Regions from separate parts of the Ovis aries genome. Here region 1 is linked to region 2. A link is a contact called in public Hi-C data. All regions are on one chromosome and are shown on one strand. The core of a region is the stretch at or near the end of the contact, and the rest is flanking DNA. Distances in the headings are between cores, read along the strand shown. Region 1 holds the start of CDK8 (cyclin dependent kinase 8). Region 2 has its middle 50 kb from the start of WASF3.

Region 1 (2,700 bases), core at 160-2,659, 120 kb after region 2:
TCTCTTTTGTCAACATTACAAGACATTCATCTAGTGACAAAGGAAAAATGAACAGTTCACTTGCCGGTTTAGGAAACTAAATTGGGAGCATTACCAGTCATAGACTTAATTAAGTTATTTCTAGGTAAGAACATTTAAAGCAAATAGACTATTTAAAGTTCCTTGTCAACTGCTAAAGTGGGGGGGAGGGGGGGTCTGAATAAGACACCCCTATTTTTCATTCGCCTTTCTCCCCACCACCTACCCTGCACCAAACCCCCATTGTTCTAGGTAAAACTCGCAGCTAATGATAGCGAAACAGCAACTGCTACGTTTCTGCCGCAGGTGATCGATCACCAGGAGGAACTCTTCACAACCACCCTGACTTGCTGCTTTCTTCCCCACAAATAAAACCCAAATGGGGTCTTAAATCCATCACCAACCTGTGCGGGGGAAAGGATCCCAGCTTCCCTTCCGGGCTGATGGATGTCGGTCCGGAGGCGGGTGAAGGGTCCCCTAATAAATCGACCCCTCCCTCCAAGATCATTTAAGCTGACGTTTTATAAGGAACATTTAAAGAAATCTGGCACCGAAGCCCTTGAAAAGTACAGAGCCCGTGGATCAGACGCTCCTCCTGCTGACAAGCGGCGCCCGGAGACCACAGGAGCGGCTCGCGGGGTGGGGGTAGGGGTCTCGCGCGGGCTTGGCCCCCCTCGGGCACCACGTCCTCCCGGAGCCCGGCCCGCGGGGGCTGCCCACCTGCCTGCCGACACTCACCCATCCTTCCGCTTGGCTTTGTAGACGTGACCGTAAGTGCCTCGGCCAACTTTGCAGCCCTCGTATTCAAACAGGTCCTCGACCCGCTCCCGCTCGCTGCTCAGCTTCACTTTAAAGTCATAGTCCATTGTCACGGCCGGCGGGGCCGGGGAGCTGGGGTCGCGGCGCCGCGGCGCGGGGGCGGGGGCCCTCCGGGAGGCTCCGGCAGCCGCGGCCCCCGGGAAGCCGCCCGCTCTACGCCCGGCGGCCGCAGCGCCGGCTCGGCCGCGGCGGCAGGAGCAAGAGGAGGCCCCGCGAGGGCGCCGGGGACATCCAGCGGGGCGGCGGGGCGGGGGCCGGCCGGGGTGGGCTGGGGGGACACACGCCGAGGAACCCGGGGGCGCAGGAGGGCGAGGGACGAGGGCTGGGGGTGGGGAGCGCGGTCGCTGCCCTTGTCCCCGCGGGCTCCGGGGCTCTGGCTCCTGCGCTCCGGCCGCGCGCTCGGCCCCCGCGGCGGGCGGCGGCGGCGGCGGCGCAGCGGGCTCTCCCTCGGGCGCTCGCGCCTAGCCGCGGTAACACACGCTCACGCTCGCTCCCTCACTCGCTCTCTCCCTCGCTCGCTCTCCCGTCCACTCAGACAGAAAGGCAGCGCCGCACAACAGCCGGCACCTCCTCAGAGAGCGGAGGGCGGGGACTCGCAGAACGCGGCCGCGCTGTCGCAAAAACGTCGCGAAGACCCTGGCCACTCGGCTTTCCCCGCCGCCCGCGCCGCGCGCCGCTCCAACCGAGCCTCGCTCCCCCGGGGGGCGCGTGAACCCAGCGCCGTAGGCGCTGCCCAGAGCAGCCGCCAACAGCACCACGTGGGCCGTCCCGGTGGCAGCCGGGGCTCCAGACTACAGCACCCAGAATGCACCGGCCGCCTCGGTGGCCGCCCCGCCTTCGGCTCCGCCCCCCGCGAGGTGGGGAGGTGGGAGCGATGCACGATGGGATTCGTAGTCCAGAAAGAGGGGAGTCCTTTCGATGACCACTTGGGAAATTTTTTTTATTTTAACAGCGTTGTCGCTAAAGTCAGATTTGGGCCAGAAACTTAACTAGAGAAATTTAAGCGTGAGGGAGTCTATTCTGTGTTAGAATCACATTTTGTGCCACTTCCGAACTCCAGAGTTTGAAGGGCACTATCGTTATCGAAAAACATAAATCTAATTATTGATCAACGGCTCACAGAGTATCACTCGGGGAATCTTGTAGGTCACGGTCTAATAAGGGCTGCACAGTGACAGCAACGTGCTAACACGCATTACAAATATCAGTAAAAGGGAGTCAGTTGGGAGTGGCCACGCTGCCTCTGGAGAGTGGCACCCTTGTGACAGAGGACTATCCTTTCAGAGGAGATGTTACTTTGAGTACGGCCTTTTGCACCACTGCTCCTAAGAATTGCCATTTTTAGCCATGATTACAGCAATGGGTCTAAATCCATAAAAACTGTTCATAATGTTAAGGGAGGAAAGGTGTCTGCTGGAGGAGTCTTGGTATCTTTATCGTTTTTTAAAAAAACATTTGGCTGCACCAGGTCTTAGTTGTGGCACTCAGGATCTTTAGTTGCAACATATGGGGTCTAATTCCCTGACCAGGGATGGAACCTGCGACCCCTGCATTGGGAGTGTGGAGTCTTAGCCACTGGACCAACAAGGAAGTCCCAGTGCTGATACATTGATAATAATACCTCATTTTGTTTTATCCCCCTTATTTAGATGACTATTTTTCATTATTTTATTTTATATTAATTTTATGTTTATATTTATTTTACTTTTCCCAACTGCTACCATTTTCATGAAAGTTCCCCACGTTGTCTCTCCACTTTTAACATCCTACCAATTTTTTCACCTTTCCCATGGTATTCATCAAATCGTGTTCTTTTATTTCCTCTTCCTTGCTAGATTATTAATTCCTATAGGAAGTCATATT
Region 2 (2,700 bases), core at 125-2,624:
GCTGGGAAATGGCACGGTGCAGAGGGCAACAGGCCGGACCGGGCCCCACTCTGCCTCCCACGCCCCGTGCCTCCCTGGGGACATCATCACTCAGGCCCTCAGGGTTGGGGTGTTCATCTATGGGACACACTGTGCAGAGCGCTGGGTGATGTCATCTTGGAGCTGGGACACCCACTGTTGCGTGCACAGGGGCCTTCGTTCCAGGGGCCATCACCACCCAGCCTCTCAGGCTGTTCTCGCAGCGGGCTTCCTGATCCCGACAGTCAGTCCCATCTCATCTCCTCCTAATAACAGCGCTGTCCATCCACACCTCTTCACGGACCACGGTTGGGGGGTGCTGAAAGACTGACAATGTTGTTCCCGCGGGGAGGGCTCCTTCCCCAGGGAACTCCCGTCAACAGAGAGCATAGGGTTGCATTCTGTTGCTATTTACAGCTCGAGGCACTTTCTCTCCCCAAGGCTCCCTGCTTCGGCAGTTCTGGTTGCATTCCAGAGACATGGCATTAAATCTGCACAGAGAGGAAGAACAAGATGCCTGGCTCCACGTTACAGCGAGGCCACGCTGGGCGGTAGACGGGCTCTCAGCTCCGAGGACCTGAGGTCCGGGTGGCACCAGGCAGGGGTGCCACCAGCCCCTCACCCCCCTCAACCTGCTGGGCTCTGGTCTAGAAACTCCATCTGCCATCCAGCACTTCCTCTTGTCACTTCAGGTGGGCTTTTGGGTCTTCTGGAAGCGTGAACACAGGGCGAATGAACGTGAGCAACTCTGCATCCAGAAGTGGCTCCTCTGGGGCCGTCCATCCTCACGAGAAGAGGAACGCTTAGCCCCTTGAGCTCAATGAATCCGCTGCCTGTTAGGCTGCTCACAAATTGCTCGGCTATCAAGGGAGGACTGGGGTTTAGAGCATGTTTTACTGGCTGCCAGCCACGGTTTCACATACTACTGGAATTCGATATTAGCAATGACTTCTTGGAGACAGGAAGTGTCTGAAATTGCTGTCTAGAAAAATGCGGGTCGATGGATTTCTTAATAAATATGTAGAACGAGGACTTCTGTGAGTCCGGGCTGACTGATGCCAAATGGTAATTAACTTGCCTGCATTCTTGGGTTTTCAAAGCCAAGCGGGAACCACTTACAAAACGAATGAGTGGGGAACCGCAGGCGCTTGCCAGAGCCGCTCCTGCTGGGAAGTGAGCTAGTGAAGCCTTCAGGCTCATTCACTTCCTCCCAAGAGCTGTGTGTTTCCTGCGGGTGATGCTGGAGACGGGAGGCCAGCTCTGGAGAACTTGAACTTGATTTCTTTAAGGCGACTAGAGATGAGGGCGTGGCCATGTGGTCACCCGACAGTGTCGAGTGGCCATCAGTACCACGGACACAATAGGTTAGATTCAGACCGGAGGGGACTATGGAGGGTGATCGTTAGTAGCCTGGGGCTGGGGCAGGAGCACCTCAAAAGATGTGTGGTGCCATGTACGGTGATGCTTGGGGCTGTGGGCTGTCCCTGGGCAGGTGAAGGTGCTCTAGGGAGCAGTAACAGCATATACGGAGGCCTCAATGTCTGAGAGAGCTTGTGGGCAACAGAACCGAGTATGTGCCCGGTGTAGGGGGAGCAGAGGAGAGGGAGGGGGTGGCTGACACAAGCCAGGCTGGCACTGGGAGTCTCACCAGGGCACTGAGTGAACGTGGACTTTATTTTTGAGCGGGACTTCTCAGCACTGGCATGGCTGACATCGAGGGCCAGATGGGTCTGTGTCGAGGGTAGGGTGGGGTGGAGGGACGTCCTATACACCCTGTGGGGCGCTCAGCAGCGTCTCTAGCTCACGCCCACAAGATGCCAGCAGGAGCTCGCCAGTGATGACCATCGAAAGTGTCTCCAGACATTGCCGGATGGCCCCCTCGCCCCCAGTTGGTGGGGGTGGAGAAATCCGCCCCCCTGTTGAGAACCCTTGTTCCAGGGGCCAGGGGGAGCCATGGAAGGGTCTTCAGCAGCACTCAGGCCCCGAGAGCAGGAACACGCATGGTGTGGGTTTACAGCCATCACTCCCATCTCCCTTCCCTCTGCTGGGCGAGCTGCTTGTGAGCCCGGCACATCACAGGAGAAAAAGGACTTGCGTTTCTCCTCAGAAACTGAAACTAGAAACAGTTTCCTCTTCTGATGAATCAGTACACTACCTTTATGGTGCAAGAGCCCTGAACAGTTTCTGAAAGCTTAGAATCATTTTTGCATTTTAGCTCCATCAGCCTCTCTGGGCGCATCCTAGTAAGTGACCCCAGGTGAGTGAGACCGCAGGTGGGCGGTGAAGATCGTGCACATCTCTGTCGACCCGCCAGGGGGCAGCACCTTCCCAGCTCTAGCTATGGGTTCATGACGTCGGATTTTGGAATTGTTCGAGAAAAACAGGAAATCCAGATTTCTGTGTAAAATCTCCCAATGTTTAATTAGTAAATTAAGATGTGGATAAGGCATCTGCCAGGTTCAGTCAAATCATCTTGGGGATCTTTTCTGCTCAAGGGCCTGTTTGTAACCTCCCAGTCTGTGGGTTTTGTTTTGATCTTTAAAAGAAAAAATATATCCTTTTTCTTCTTTTTGCTCTGGTTTTAACTATTTTAATTTCATATTTTTTCTTTAAAGTAGAGGATTGTGTTGGCTGTCTTCTCTTAGACCCACACAAATCCGCTTCCATCTTCCCCCACCTCAC

Evidence for each region. A called contact is a pair of places that touch in the nucleus more often than the background predicts.
Region 1: a Hi-C map of liver shows a contact between it and region 2, with 2.7 times the contacts expected there. The contact joins the promoter of CDK8 here to the enhancer-like site in region 2. A contact is called at or near these places in 5 of 16 Hi-C or Micro-C datasets (hypothalamus, liver, muscle and 2 more).

What each region holds. Positions count from the first base shown.
Region 1 is chr10:33,438,360-33,441,059 of ARS-UI_Ramb_v3.0, forward strand. CDK8 (cyclin dependent kinase 8) reads right to left here and starts at 1,410. Exons shown (of 12, transcript XM_042254877.1): 1 at 757-1,410. The coding sequence starts at 884.
Region 2 is chr10:33,321,062-33,323,761 of ARS-UI_Ramb_v3.0, forward strand. No RefSeq gene overlaps it. Among named protein-coding and RNA genes, the nearest start is that of WASF3, 50 kb to the left of the region's middle. Within about 2 kb of position 1,375, at least 9 of the 54 cell types and tissues checked have an H3K27ac peak or open chromatin away from gene starts, as enhancers often do. A contact at or near this core is called in liver, where this site is marked.